Regions from separate parts of the Macaca mulatta genome. Here region 1 is linked to region 2. The links are chromatin contacts, called in public Hi-C maps. All regions are on one chromosome and are shown on one strand. The core of a region is the stretch at or near the end of the contact, and the rest is flanking DNA. Distances in the headings are between cores, read along the strand shown. Region 1 holds the start of XPOT (exportin for tRNA). Region 2 holds the start of SRGAP1 (SLIT-ROBO Rho GTPase activating protein 1).

The links. Hi-C and Micro-C count contacts between places; a contact is called where the count stands out from the background.
Region 1: a Hi-C map of fetal cortex germinal zone shows a contact between it and region 2, with 2.7 times the contacts expected there. The contact joins the promoter of XPOT here to the promoter of SRGAP1 in region 2. A contact is called at or near these places in 2 of 14 Hi-C or Micro-C datasets (fetal cortex germinal zone and fetal cortical plate).

Annotation. Positions count from the first base shown.
Region 1 is chr11:71,523,845-71,531,071 of T2T-MMU8v2.0, forward strand. XPOT (exportin for tRNA) reads left to right here and starts at 4,554. Exons shown (of 25, transcript NM_001258184.1): 1 at 4,554-4,745.
Region 2 is chr11:70,983,480-70,991,135 of T2T-MMU8v2.0, forward strand. SRGAP1 (SLIT-ROBO Rho GTPase activating protein 1) reads left to right here and starts at 2,619. Exons shown (of 22, transcript XM_015152204.3): 1 at 2,619-2,798. The coding sequence starts at 2,732.

The DNA.
Region 1 (7,227 bases), core at 3,304-5,803, 540 kb after region 2:
GATCTTCCCTCACCCATCAAATCATCCTTCAATACTCTGATCCCTGGATGCTCAGGGAGACTGATTTGAATAATAATAAAACTCAGTCTCCCATACGGAGAGCTCTATGTGAATTACTCTTTCTCTATTGAGATTCCCCTGTCTTGATAAATTGGCTCTGTCTAGGCAGCAGGAAACCTGTTGGGCGGTTACAAAAGGAGCCTTTTGGGCAATTACAAAATGATAGTGTTATTTGTCAACACGTTGATGAGTAGCATTTTCATCTGAGATGAGAAACTGCCCATCCCTTCATGGATGGAGGAGGCAGAATATGGAATGGTCAAATGTAATACCTCTCTCAGGTCCTCTTCGGTTGGATTCCACCAAGTGCTTCTTCATTTGTTCTTTTTGTTGTTGTTGTTGTTGTTGTTGAGATAAAGTCTCACTCTGTTGCCTAAGCTGGAGTACAGTGGTGCGATCTCAGCCCACTGCAACCTCCACCTCCTGGTTCAAGCAATTCTCCTGCCTCAGCCTCCCGAGTAGCTGGGACTACAGGCATGTGCCACCATGCCCAGCTAATTTTTGTATTTTTAGTAGAGGCAAGGTTTCACTATGTTGGCCAAGCTGGTCTTGAACTCCTGACCTCCTGAACTGCCCATCTCAGCCTCCCAAAGTGCTGGGATTACAGGTGTGCATCACAGCACCCAGCTTTTTTTTTTTTTTTTTTTTTGAGACAGAGTCTCACTCTGTTGCCCGAGTTGGAGTGCAGTGGCACAATCTCAGCTCACTGCAACCTCCCAGGTTCAAGCAATTATCCTGCCTCAGCTTCCCAAGTAACTGGGACTACAGGCATGCGCCACCATGCCCGGCTAATTTTTTTTGTATTTTGAGTAGAGACATGGTTTTACTATGTTGGCCAGGCTGGTCTCAATCTCTTGACCTTGTGATTCACCTGCCTCAGCCTCCCAAAGTGCCGGGATTACAGGCATGAGCCACCGCGCCCAGCCTCCTTATTTGTTCTGAAATAATATGTGTTTACAAAATTGAAAGAGATTTCTACAGTTCTAGGTATTTCAACTACCATATGTGGAAGAGCTAATGTTAGTAGATAAACGGTAGATAAACTGAAGATAGGCTTTGTATGACATTCAACATAAGAAGTAACCACAAAATGAATTACAAACAAAACAGCAAGTAAAGACAGCTATAATACAATAGATTGAATTGCCATATTCTTTAGGATGAGGCCTGGAATATGCTGAACATACAGACTGCAGAGGCACTCAGCCCAAGATTAGTATTGAGCCTTCATACTCGATAGTTGACCATCACAGCTAATATAAGAATTCATGCAATGATTCAGTTATTGAGTTGTAACTAGCAGGCTGGCACTGTGCTAGACTTGGAAGATACACTGAAATAGGTAGGGCAGAAATCCTAGCCTGAGAATTTTTTTCTTAGAAAGGAACATTTAATAGCAACTTGTGAATAGAAGCCATGTCTGTGTCTCTAGCAACAGTGAAACAAGATGGTGGATCCCCTCGCCATTAACCCCCATATGGAAAGGGTATATGTAATTCAGAAGGGATGTGTATTAGTCTGTTCTCACACTGCTATAAAGGACTGCCTGGGACTGGGTAATTTATAAATGAAAGAGATTTAATTGACTCACAGTACCTCAGGGCTGAGGATGCCTCAGGAAACTTACAATCACAGCAGAAGGGGAAGCAAACATGTCCTTCTTCACATGGCGGCAGGAGAGAGAAGAATGAGTGCCCAGCAAAGGGGGAAGTCCCCTATAAAACCATCAGATCTCATGAAAATTCACTATCATGAGAACAGGATGGGGGAAACCACCCCCATGATTCAATTATCTCCACCTGATCCCTCCCACAACCTGAGGGGATTATGGGAATTACAATTCAAGATGAGATTTGGGTGGAGACACAGCCAAACCACATCAGGATGTGTAGACAACAGAAGCACAATAACATCAAGGTTTTGACCTAAAGGCAGGATTTACAGTATGTGCTCTCACACAACTTGAAATCTTAAGAGGACTTCCGGGAACAGGGGTTAATCAGAAGCCAACATGGCAGATTAGTACCAAAGATGGAGTTACTTTAGCTTCCAGATTCCACCCATCAATCCAGCTCTTACAGTCGCACTCGCCCTCCTATTTGGAGATGGTCCCTGAGCTTTTAGGGAGGGTGGTTTCATATGATATAGCTTTAGCAGCAGCAACCTAGCAGTGGAAAACAGATTGGACCCAGAGAGATTCCAAATGAAGGAGATTCACAGGCTTTGTTGAATTATCTCTCGTCTTGAGAACACCATGACTTTGGTTTTCTCAGAAGTAGAACAAGAGATACCTAGCATTAATAATTTGAATAGTAGAAACATAGTGCATGCAAGGATTACAATCAAAAGAAAATTTGTATAACAGAACAACAACAAAGAACCTATTTCATTAGGAAGCCAACTGAAAGCCGTGTGAAGAAAATTAAGGCCTGACACAGGGACTCACACCCGTAATTCCAACACTTTGGGAGGCTGAGGTGGGAGGTTCATTTGAGCCTCGGAGTTAGAGATCAGCCTGGGCAACACAGCAAGTCCCCATCGCTACAAAAACAAAACTAGCCAGGTATGGTGGTGTGCACCTGTAGTCCCAGCTCCTTGGGCAGCTGAGGCAGGAGGATTGCTTGAGACTGGGAGGTCAAGGCTGCAGTGAGCTATGACCACTGTACTCCAGACTGGGTAACAGAGCGAGACCCTTTCTTAAAAAAAAAAAAAAAATCAAAACCCAATTCTCCTTTAGCTACATCTTGTAGCCACTAGCCTGACATTTTAAACACATAAATTAGAAACATGATGCCAGAGTGATTCAAGGTTTTTGTTTTTTTGTTTTTGTTTTTGTTTTTTTTTTTTTTTTTTTTTTGAGACGGAGTCTTGCTCTGTCGCCCAGGCTGGAGTGCAGTGGCGGGATCTCAGCTCACTGCAAGCTCCGCCTCCCGGGTTTACGCCATTCTCCTGCCTCAGCCTCCCGAGTAGCTGGGACTACAGGCGCCCGCCACCTCGCCCGGCTAGTTTTTTGTATTTTTTAGTAGAGACAGGGTTTCACAAGGTATTTTATATAGGAAATGCCTGGTGTAGTGTCTTGTCCAGCTATATAAATGTAGCCGTGAAACTGTTACATTAGTTTTATTCTATGCTCTTACCATCCCTCCCTCTCCAAATTTTGTTTGTAGTCTGGGGCAGCAACCTAGTCTGTATTTCGTACATATTGAATAATCAACAATGAAATGTAAATATTGAGCACATTGTGTGTCAAACACATGTATTAACTCAAACCTCACAGAAACCCTTTGAGGTCCGTACTATTACAATCCCCATTTTACATACTAGTAAACTGAAGCATGGATAGACTAAAGTAAAGTGCCTGCGGTCAACTAGTAAGGAGGCGGCCTGGCAGTCAAGTCGAGGCAGCCTAAGCCTACGCTGCCTCTATATTGCATTAATACATTAATAAATCTGTGACCAAATAAATGAAGTGACATTTAGTGGCATCGAAAGAACCCGTGAGTAGGGCTTCCTAAGAATGCTCTCCTTCTTTTGATGGACAGAATTTTAGTCTGTTTAAGATAAATTTTGGGCCGGACACGGTGGCTCACCCCTGTAATCCCAGTACTTTGGGAGGCCAAGGCAGGCGATCACTTTATGTCAGGAGTTCGAGACCAGCGTGACCAACATGGTGAAACCCCGTCTCTAAGAAAAATACAAAAATTAGCCGGGCCTGGTGGAGCGCACCTGTCATGCCAGCTACTCAGGAGGCTGATGCAGGAGAACTGCTTGAACCCCGGAGGCGGAGGATGCAGTGAGCCAAGATCTCGCCATTGCACCCCAACCTGGGCGACAGAGCGAGAATCCATCTCAAAGAATAACTAAATAAATAAATACATAAATTTTGAAAAACTGTCAGCACTCACCAGCAGATCTTTACACTGCTGGACTCGGGACACTTGGGGCCGTAGGCAAGCAATTAAACTGACTCACACGTGGTTAGAACCACGTCATCTTGATTCGTGAATCCGTACTCTTAACTACTAGAAGCCTTTGTGGAACGCATGGGGCGAACCTGACGCTTGAGCTCTGACACCAGACAGACACAGCCGGGGATTCAAGAGCTGGGTAGGGACTCCCGTGCCGGACGCCTCATCCCGGCATGCACCTCAAGCCCCGGCGACCACGCCTTCCGGCGAGCGCCAGGGAGCGCGTGTGCACCTCGCCGCCCGGAAGCGCCGCCCGCTCGCTGCATGCTGGGAGTTGTAGGCCTCCAGCCCCAGCCCGCGGGCTGCCGCCCGCACTCTCCATGAGACTGCTGGCGCCGGCGCCCGCCCGCGCGGCACCGACGCGGGGAGCGCGCTTCGCGCTGACTCAGCGGCGGCGGCGGCGGCGGCGGCGTTAGCCGGCCCTCGCGCTCTTTCCCTTCCTGGGGCGCTGACCCCGCCCGCTTGCTTGCTTGCCTGCCTGCCTGCCTGCCTGCCTGCCCGGCGCCACGCAAGAGAAGGTGCCAGGGGACGCGGAGCGACTAGAGGCGCGCGGTCCCGGCCAGCTCCGTCTCTGGCGTTGGCGCTGCGGCCGTGGCGGAGGACTACGGCGACGAGGACGAGGGCCGCTCTTCGAGCTCTCTGCGTGCCGCGCCGCTCCGCTCCGCTGGCTGACCATCTGGAGTGCAGGCTGGGAGGCGGGATGGAGTGATAGGGAAGGTGACTCGGGGATCGGGGGCGGCGGGACCGGGCCGGATTTGGTCCGCGTGAGGCTTCGAGGAAGTTGGCCGGGGCGGACCGGCCCAGGGGAGTCCCGACGCCCGGGAGGGTGCAGGCTTGGGACCCTCCATGGCGGTGCACCTCCAGGCTGGGCGGACCGGGTGGGGGTGGGTACGATCCGGGGCCGCCGCCGAGGAGCGCGTCCCGAGTGCGTGGCCGCCCGTTGCCTGATGTTTCATCACCCGAATTGCCACGAGGCTTCCTTTAGGGGAGGGATCGGGGGAGGGATGGGAGCAAGGCTAGCCGAGGAGGGTCGGCATCGCCTGTGGTTCCCAAGCCCGTTAGTCATCGTTGTAGCCTTATCAACTGTGGAGACCTCAAACTTGATTCTTTCCCCACTCCTGGACAAAAAGGAGGAAACGTGTTATTTCTGTGCAGTAATTGGCCAGCACGGACGCTCCATTTCTTCTCAAATCTTCCTCACTATCCTGCAGGACTAGAGAAGCATGAGGTTTTCCTGTAACCAGAAAAACGAGTACTTTTTGAAAGTGCTAATTAGTTGTGGCGGGCGGGGGTTGGGGGGAGAGTTCAGTTTTATTAAACCGACTTGTCAGCGTGGTGTTAAAAGGCTGGAAAGATACAGTCGTAGTCTTTGAAACAGTCTTCAGTAGGTGTAGAGGAATTTTCCAAATTGTTTGATTCTTAATGGCTGTCCAGGAAAAGTTAAGGCTTAATATTTCAAGTATGTTGCTCGCCTTCCCCCAGAACCTTTGCACGATGCATAATTGTTTACCGTATTAAAACAAATTTTGGGGTTTTTTTTTTTTTTTTTTTTTTTGAGACGGAGTCTCGTTCTGTCGCCCAGGCTGCAGTGCAGTGATGCCATTTCGGCCCACTGCAACCTGTGCCTTCCAGGTTCAAGTGATTCTACTGCCTCAGCCTCCCGAGTAGCTCTGTTACAGGCGCGCGCTGCCACACCTGGCTACTTTTTGTATTTTTCGTGGAGGCGGTGTTTCACCGTGTTAGCCAGGATGGTCTCGATCTCCTGACCTCGTGATCCACCCGCCTCGGCTTCCCAAAAGTGCCGGGATTACAGGCGTGAACCACCGTGCCCCGTGTGCATATTGATCGTCCAAGTGCCTTCTCTGTGGAGGATTCTTTTTGTAGTGACAACTGTAACTAGTTTGTTTCCTTGGGTTTATTGGCTGTTTTCCTTAGGGCCACTTGATTTTTCTCCTGATAGCTTCAGAGTGACTTGACCAAGCTTAAGCTTTTTTTTTTTTTTTTTTTGACACAGTGTCTCACTCTGTCTCCCAGGCTGGAGTGCAATGGCACTATCTCTGCTCACTGCAACTCTGCCTACCAGGTTCAAGCGATTCTTCTACCTCAGCCTCCCGAATAGCTGGGCTTACAGTCATGTGCCACCACACCCGGCTAATTTTTGTATTTTTAGTAGAGCCGGGGTTTCTCCATATTGGTCAGGCTGGTCTGGAACTCCGTACACCTCAGGTGATCCCTCCCCCGCTCGGCCTTCCTAAGTACTGGGATTACAGGCATGAGCCACCCTGCCCGGCCAGCATTTTTTTAAAAAAGCCCTAGCAAATTCAAGGAAGCTTTTATTGGACTTCTCAATCTGGGATTCTTAGAAACTCCGAAATTGTTTTTTCCCTCTGTGTGCATTTTTCAGGGGAATATACATCAGATTTTCTTAACATTTAGGGGGAGCGAAGGGAACCAGTGCCTTTCTTTGTGTTTTTCTATCTTTTAAAAATGCTGATCTACTAGTAAAAGAATGCCCCAAGTAGTTTCCATCCCCCATGTTCCTGCCTCTAATTATAAACAACCTATTGAGGGCTCACTATGTGCCAGCCATGCTCTGCATACCTTATCTCTTTGAAGCCTTTACAACTTTATGAGGCAGATGGTCTTTTTCCCATGTCATAGAAAGGGTTCTCTTAGGTTTTGTAAGTTGTCCAAGTGGCCCCAATTTAAAAATGACAAGATGAGGATATAAACCCAGGTCTTTGAAATCCAAAACCTATGCTCTACTATGTCCTAGGGACATAGCGATGGATAGTGAAGACAGTCCTTGCCCTTTAAGATTATGAGAGATGGCCGAGTGGCTCACACCTGTAATCCCAGCACTTTGGGAGGCTGAGGCAGGCAGATCACCTGAGGTTAGGGGTTCGAGACCAGCCTGGGCAACATGGCGAAACCCCATCTCTACTAAAAACTACAAAAATTAGCCAGGTGTGGTGGCTCACCCCTGTAATCCCAGCTATTCGGGAGGCTGAGGCAGAAGAATCACTTGAACCCGGGAGCCAGAGGCTGCAGTGAGCCGAGATTGTGCCACTACACTCCACCCTGGGCGACAGAGTGAGACTGTCTCAAAAAAAAAAAAAAAAAAAAAAAAAAGATTAGTCAGAGACAACTAGTAAGCTGGCAGTGACAACATAGCACAGCTTAGGATGGGGCATGTAAT
Region 2 (7,656 bases), core at 1,369-3,868:
GAAGGGAGTCAGTAAATATCTCAAGTGGTAACTGTGAGACAAAAAGGCTAACAAAACCAGGTGTGGTGGCTGATGGCTGTAATCCCAGTGCTTTGGGAGGCTGAGGTTGGAGAATTTTTGTTGTTGTTGTTTTGTTTGTTTGTTTTTGTTTTTTTGAGAAGGAGTCTTGCTCTGTCGCCCAGGCTGGAGTGCAGTGGTGCAATCTCGGCTCACTGCAACCTCCACCCTCTGGGTTCAAGTGATTCTCCTGCTTCAGCCTCCTGAGTAGCTGGGATTACAAGCACATGCCACCATGCCCGGCTAATTTTTGTATTTTTAGTAGAGACGGGGTTTCACCATGTTGGCCAGGCTGGTCTCGAACTCTTGACCTCGTGATCTGCCCACCTCGGTCTCCCAAAGTGCTGGGATTACAGGCGTGAGCCACCGTGCCCAGCCAGAATCTTTTGAGGCCGGGAGTTTGAGACCGGCCTGGGCAATAGAGCAAGGCCTCATCTCTACAAAAAAAAAAAAAAAAGAATAAAAAAGTTTAACAGGCTGGCAAGTATGGATTTAAAGTACTTAACACAAATAACACCTGAACCATGCGAGGATGGCAAGGTAAATTCTTCGTTATATTGTTCAAAAAGAGACTAGAGTTTCAGATCAGCCTGGACAACATAGGGAGACCCCCGTGTGTACTAAAATGAAAATAAACAAATAAAATAAAAAGAGACTAGACATGACAGATCTTGTAAAAGGTATCTGTTAAAAATGAGGCTGGGCGCCATGGCTCACACCTGTAATCCCACCACTTTGGGAGGCCGAGGTGAGCGGATCACTTGAGGTCAGGAGTTCAAGACCAGCCTAGACAACATGGCAAAACCCTTTCTCTACTAAAAATACAAAAATTACCCAGGCATAGTGGCGGGTGCCTGTAGTCACACCACTCTTGAGGCTGAACCAGGAGAATCACTTGAACCCGGGAGGCGGAGGTTGCAGTAAGCAGAGATCGTGCCCCTGCACTCCAGCCTGGGCGAGACTGAGACTCTGTCTGAAAAAACAAAAACAAAAACAAAACAACAACAACAACAAAAAAAAACAAAAAAACCCAAAACAAAGAAAAAAAAATTGTAAAAGTACTAAGTGAAATGTGGCGTCCTGTGTTGGATCTTGGAACAGAAATGACTCTAGTAGAAAACATTAGTAAAATCGGAATAAAATCTGGAGTTTAGTAAATAAATAAGTAAGCGAACAACACCGTGTGACTTCCCATACCGTCGCTTTCCCACCATCCTAGCTTCCCTAGTTACTTGTAGGAATAGAGGATATGGTGTTCAAGGTGGGTGTTTTTCTCCGCCTCGATTGAAGAGCTTCGCGCTTTTTGGATTAACAGCCAGGTCATTCACAATTCAGTGTTCAGTTTTTCTACTGGGGTCCAGTGTCTCGGAGTAACGTCCCTTTGTGTCATGGAGACATCCAACTCTGGACTTCCCCATTAGATTCTGGCAAAAGCCCCACCAGAGCCCCCGCCAGAGCCCGAAGGCGGTCCCACAGGTCGGGAAGAGGTTTTCCTGCAGCCGGAGCCACGACCTCGGCCAGCGGTGAAGCGGCGCCTCGGCGGAGAGGTGCGGGGGGCACCGCCCACGGCCTCCTGGGCTCGGCGCGCGGGGCCGGGCTGCGGTTGGCCACAACAGGCATCCATCTTCCCGGACCAGCCAGGCGTTTCCTCGCGGAGCAGGGGCGGGGGCTTGGACGGAGAAGGGCACAGACCCGAGCGCCGTCCGCTCCCGCGAGCCTAGCCCCGCCTGGCGGAGCCCGGAGCAGCCGCCGCCCGCAGATCGCTCGCCGGGCGCCCGCGAGGCGCGAGCCGTATGTGCATCCTCAACTTTGCGGCCGCCGGGGGCGCGGCTCCCGCGTGCGTGTGCGAGTGTGCCTGTCACCGGCGGCCTCCTGGGGGCAGCAGCGGAAAGGGGGACGCAGAGAAAGGCAGCCTCGGCGCACCGCGGCCAGGGAGGCAGAGGCCTCTCGCGGCGCCGGCTCTAGAGACCTAAACTCCGCCGGAGCTGTGCCCAGGGCGCGTCTGAGCGTCGCCGCCTTCACCCTCCCAGCAGCAGCGGGGACTCGCGTTAGGATTGCGATTCCTTTCGCCTGCCGAGCGGTAGCGGCGGTGTCTGCGGGCAGAGGAGCGGCGGCCGTGGCAGCAGCATCCCCAGCCCGGGCGGGACCATTGAGCGCCGGAGCCGGCGGCTGGAGGCAGGAAGGGAGGGTTGTGGCGCTCGACCTGGGCGCGTTCCCGGCGCCTGCTCTCCGCCGCTGGTCCTGTCCCGGGCGCCCGGTGCGTGTCTCGAACAATGGTGCGGAGCGCCGGCGCGAGCCCCGCGCCCGCCCAGCGGCCGTAGAGGAAGTGGCTGGGCTCTCGGCGAGGTGGGCAGGGAGACGTCCCCCGCCACTCGCTCGCTGGAGTTTGCCTGCGTGTCCGGCCTCTCCAGCCCCGACCCCGGGGATTCCCTGGGATCACCGACGGAGCTCAATTCCGAGAGTATGGTGCCAGCGCCCGGGCTAATCTAGTCCTCTCTACTCGCTCCTTTTTCCCTCCTCCTCCTCCCTCTCCTCTCCCTCCTCCCTTCCCTCGGGTCGGCGCTGCCTCTGGATTCCCGGCGTGTGAGAGTACAACTCTGCCTCTCCAAGGAGAACTGGTTGTGACCACTGAACAGAACTTGCCCATTGAAAGCAAACCCAGAACAGCTGGATAATGTCCACCCCGAGCCGATTCAAGAAGGACAAAGAGATCATAGCCGAGTATGAAAGTCAAGTCAAAGGTAAGGATGGGAGCGGCTGCCTTGCTCCTTTTGTGTGCCTTCTTGTCATTGTGCTTGTGGAGTTGCGTTTCTAACTTGGTGTCTGCGTGGGAGGAAGGTGGTGAGGGGACAGCTCGAGCCCTGGCTGAGCCACCCGGGCTTCCTACAAGTCACTTAGTTCCCAGTTGCAATCCCAGTCCCGTCAAACCCACGGGAAGCTGGAAACCGGTGACCTCCCCTCGCCAGCTGCCAGCCCGCATCTCCAATGGGGAGAGGACTGGCTTTAACTTAACCACCTTCAGCTGGGCAACTTCTGTGGGAAGCAGACAGCAGAGATGCATCCTGTCCAGCTATTATTATCACCGTCATTATTCTTTTTAAATAGTATGATTGTCACTACGTAATTTTTTTACGGAATCATATTTGTAAAGTCTGTGAACCCCACGCGGTCTCCAGCCTCATTGAGTGCAGGCTATTTCAGGTATTTACACCGCTCACCTATTTACACCGCTCACAATTTATTAGGGCGAGTCCCCCTTTTATTAAATAGCTCCCTGAAAGCCTGGCAGTTAAACGAAGCAGTGACTAGTGGAATCTGACTCCTCCTTTATAATGGGCCAGAATTCATTGCCATCTTTCACATTCACATGGGAATATTGCTTTATCATTTGCTGGAAGCCACTTGCATGTAAAATGAAGGTTTGAATATTTGAGTAGTAGTTTCAATCGATTTGCATTGTCAACTAATGAAGGAAACCTAATTAAGGCTGATTAATTATTTTTACTTTCTATGCCTTGTGATTAAAAAAAATATATTTTCTCTCCAATACAAGTATTTTTTGCTGCTGAAGTGTTTCGTAAACATATGTTAGTTGAATTTTTTCCTCCTCCTTCCTGATGTCTCAGGAGTAGCTTTCCTGATTGAGACAATGGATGGAATGTTGGGATCGCCCGCTGTTCTTTGACACATTCAATGCAAAGTTCATAAAGATTGTTATGTACACACCTGTGTTTGTCTATGCACAGTCTTATGAAAGGGTTACGGAGAAAGGCATTACTGTACTTCCCTTGAGCAAGGGAGGAGCAGCCTGAGTGTTCTTTTGTGTGGTCAAGTTGTAAAAATGCCTGGAGTCCAGTGAGAGGACCTGGTGGAGAAATCCTGTATCATCCAGTGTGAATCGAGACCAACTCATTGTGGCCACAGCAGACACAATATGCAAGATAACTTAGGTTATCTTTAGGCTGACCCCTATAACGGAGTTAAGCTAAACATTGTTCAGTAGACACAGATTTTTGTCTGCTTGGAATTATGATAATTTATACTTACAGGAACTTGTTTTATTGCTATGGAAGTTGTGTTAGCCGTTATTTTCTTAGAGCCAGGTAAACTTTCTAATGAGACTAACCTTTCTTTTTTCGGTGAGTCCAACATAGCCTAAAACCTTTCATTCCAAGGCAGTACTCTTGTTCACAACCACCATTTCTCTGTGCAGTTTTTCCACATGGCTCTTTGTGGCAGGTCTTCAAGGGGTGGCGGTCTGGTTTTTCTGCCGCCTGGAGCTCTAATTGGCAAATGCACTTCCAAATGTTGATTTCTTTATCTTTGCTGTAAGGTCACTTGCCAGTGATCAAATCCTTATTGGAAAATCAGCGAAATGGGATGTGTTGCAATGTGTCTGTCAAATTCAAATGGAAGAAAAATCATGAACGTGGTGAAAATCACATTTGGAACTAAGTCTCTCCCACAGCCAGTGACCTTCTCCCTATTTCCTTCAACACTTCTCCCTTCCACACACCCACAAGTCCCTAGGCTGCTTTAGGACTCTTCACCGTACCTGCCTGCCCTGTGTCCAGGCTTTACCTCCTCCTTCAGTAACCTACACATCCAGTATCTAACCTAGATCACTACATCCATACACAAAAGTGGGAATAAGGGAATATCACGGAGTCAGATCATATAAGCATTAAATGGCACAAATTCACCTGGTACTTCTAGGCAAATCAAGAAGAGAGTGGGAGAAAAATAACAGGCAAATAGTGCATGAGGCCAGCTGTCCAATGCAGGGAGAGTAGGCCCCTTAGTAAGGACAGCATGGGAGACAAGACTCTGGTTTTTCTCTACCCTCGCAGAGTGCTGTCTGTTATTTAAAGGTCTGTGTTTTGGGGCCAGATGCAGTGGTGCATGCCTGTAATCTCAGCATTTTGGGAGGCTGAGGCAGGCAGATCACTTGGGGTCAGGAGTCCGAGACCAGCCTGGCCAACATTTTGGTAGATAAACCACATCTCTACCAAAAAATACAAAAATTAGCTAGGTGTGGTGGCACACACCTGTGGTCCCAGTGTGCCTGTGGTTCCACTTGAACCCAGGAGGCAGAGGTTACAGTGAGCTGAGATCACATCACTGCACTCCAGCCTGGGTGACAGAATGAGACTCTGTCTAATAAATAAATAAATAAATAAACAAAGGTATATGTATTTGGAACAACCTGCTTTTTAAATTACAGTCAGCAACTTTATCTGACGATAAAAAAAAAAAAAATTCTGTTCTATTGCTGAAGAAAAACCTAGCTCTGTGGAACTCATTAAGACATAAGCCTAGGCCAGGCACGGTGGCTCAAGCCTGGAATCCCAGCACCTTGGGAGGCCAAGGTGGGCGGATCACTTGAGGTTGAGACCAGCCTGGCCAACATGGTGAAACCCTGTCTCTACTAAAAATACAAAAATTAGCTGGATGTGGTGGTGCATGCCTGTAATCTCAGCTACTCTGGAGACTGAGTCAGGAGAATTGCTTGAACCCAGGAGGCAGAAGTTACAGTGAGCTGAAATTGCACCACTGCACTCCAGACTGGCTGACAGAGCGAGACTCCGTCTCAAGAAGAACACAATTAATAAACATACATATTGGACTCTCTAGGTGACTTAGGTGTGTGGGTGATTTCAAGAGTCATTCTGATTATATGTATGTTTTTTGACGTTCTAACTTAGAACCTAACACCCTAGAATATTTTCCTCTCTTACTCTCTCCCATTTTCCCTAATAACAACTCTATTTATCTCGGAATTTTTGAGATAATGTTTTGACCTAAAGGAATGACTTCAGATATGGAATTTTTTTTATTTTTTATTTTTTTATATATATATATATGTATGTGTATGTGTGTATATATATCTTTTATATATATATAGATAGATAGATATCTAAATAGGAGATATATATATACACATACACACATAAAATGGAGAATCACTCTGCCGCCCAAGCCAGAGTGCAGTGGCGTGATCTCGGCTCACTGCAACCTCCGCCTCCTGGGTTCAAGTGATTCTCCTGCCTTAGCCTCCGGAGTAGTTGGAATTACATGCACACACCACCATGCCCAGCAAATTTTTGTATTTTTAGTAGAGATGGGATTTCGACACGTTGGCCAGGCTGGTCTCGAACTCCTGACCTCAGGTGATCTGCCCGCCTCAGCATCCCAAAATGCTGAGATTATAGGCATGAGCCACTGCATCTGGCACAGATATGGAATTTCGCCATTGTGGCTGCCTGCACAGGTTTTGGGAACAGACTTCAAGGGGCTATTCTTAACTGTGAAAAGAACTATTCCTGGTGATAATTTGTAATTTTGTGTATAAGATCATAGATGTATCTAGTTGTGTGTATAATTTTGGGCAAGTCACTTAGCCTCTCTCTGGGTTTTGGTTTTCTTATCTATAAGATAAGGAGTTGGAATTCTCTTCATCCTAAGTGTCTTTGTTTTTTTTTTTTTCTTTTTGAGACACAGTCTCACTCTGTCACCCAAGCTGGAGTGCAGTGGCATGATCATGGCTCACTGCAACCTCCGCCTTCTGGGTTCAAGTCCAAGTTCAAGTGATTCTCGTGCCTCAGCCTCCCAAGTAGCTGGGACTACAGGCGCACACCACCATGCCTGACTAATTTTTGTAATCCTAAGTGTCTTTGACTCTAGTTGAAGATGTCATATCAGTTCATATTAATTGCTTCATAAAATTTTCAAGCTTTTTAAGTTTTCTCTTGGCTGCTCTGTTTTGGGGAGAATCATTTTTGCTTTCACTTTTATTTCATAAGTTCATGGACACTGTATAAATTGAGTTCTTGGAGAATTAAAATATAATACAATAAAGAATACAGAAAAAACAGTAATCAAAACCACATGCAGAGAAGTGTAGCACAGAATCGTAAGACAGAGAAGATTCAGGAATGATACAAGTGGTTAAACAATGGATAGGTTTGAATCGGGGACAAAAGGGGACCCCAAGCAACAGTTTTAAAGAATGAATTGAGCATTTCATGCCTCTTGGTCAAATTCTCAAAGACTTAGAATTAAGAGAAATAAATCTCTTGTTCGAATAGGCCATTAAAAAGCAAGCATGTCTTGAAAAGTGTATGAAACCCAAACCAGTTGACTATGCTATTTGTTAGCATCTCTGGCAACTAGTATAGCAGTGGAAGGGATTGAATAATTGGCTAACAGAAGGTTTTGAGATTATCTATGGACTTTAGTGATCTATGTAATTCTTGTATTCCGCAGCAAAACTATTGTGGAGCCACGCATATGGGAACGAAAAATACTCAAAAAGACATGTTTTGTGAAGTGGAACTTATAGATGAAAGACTGTGTTTGTTTTTAATAATGTATGTTGCTAGTTGCTAAGAATTGACAGTTATTATTTGTAGTATTTTCCTAGAGATAGCACCATATTTATCTACATGCAAAATGTATAGGGAGTGCCAAGAAAATCTGTTGTTCTTTGACCACTCTGCAGCCTGACATACAAATAATACATTTTAGTAGCAGATGGAACATGAGGAAATGCCAATTTGATTTGGTATGGCCTTGCATCATGCCATGGTGCAACTGTGT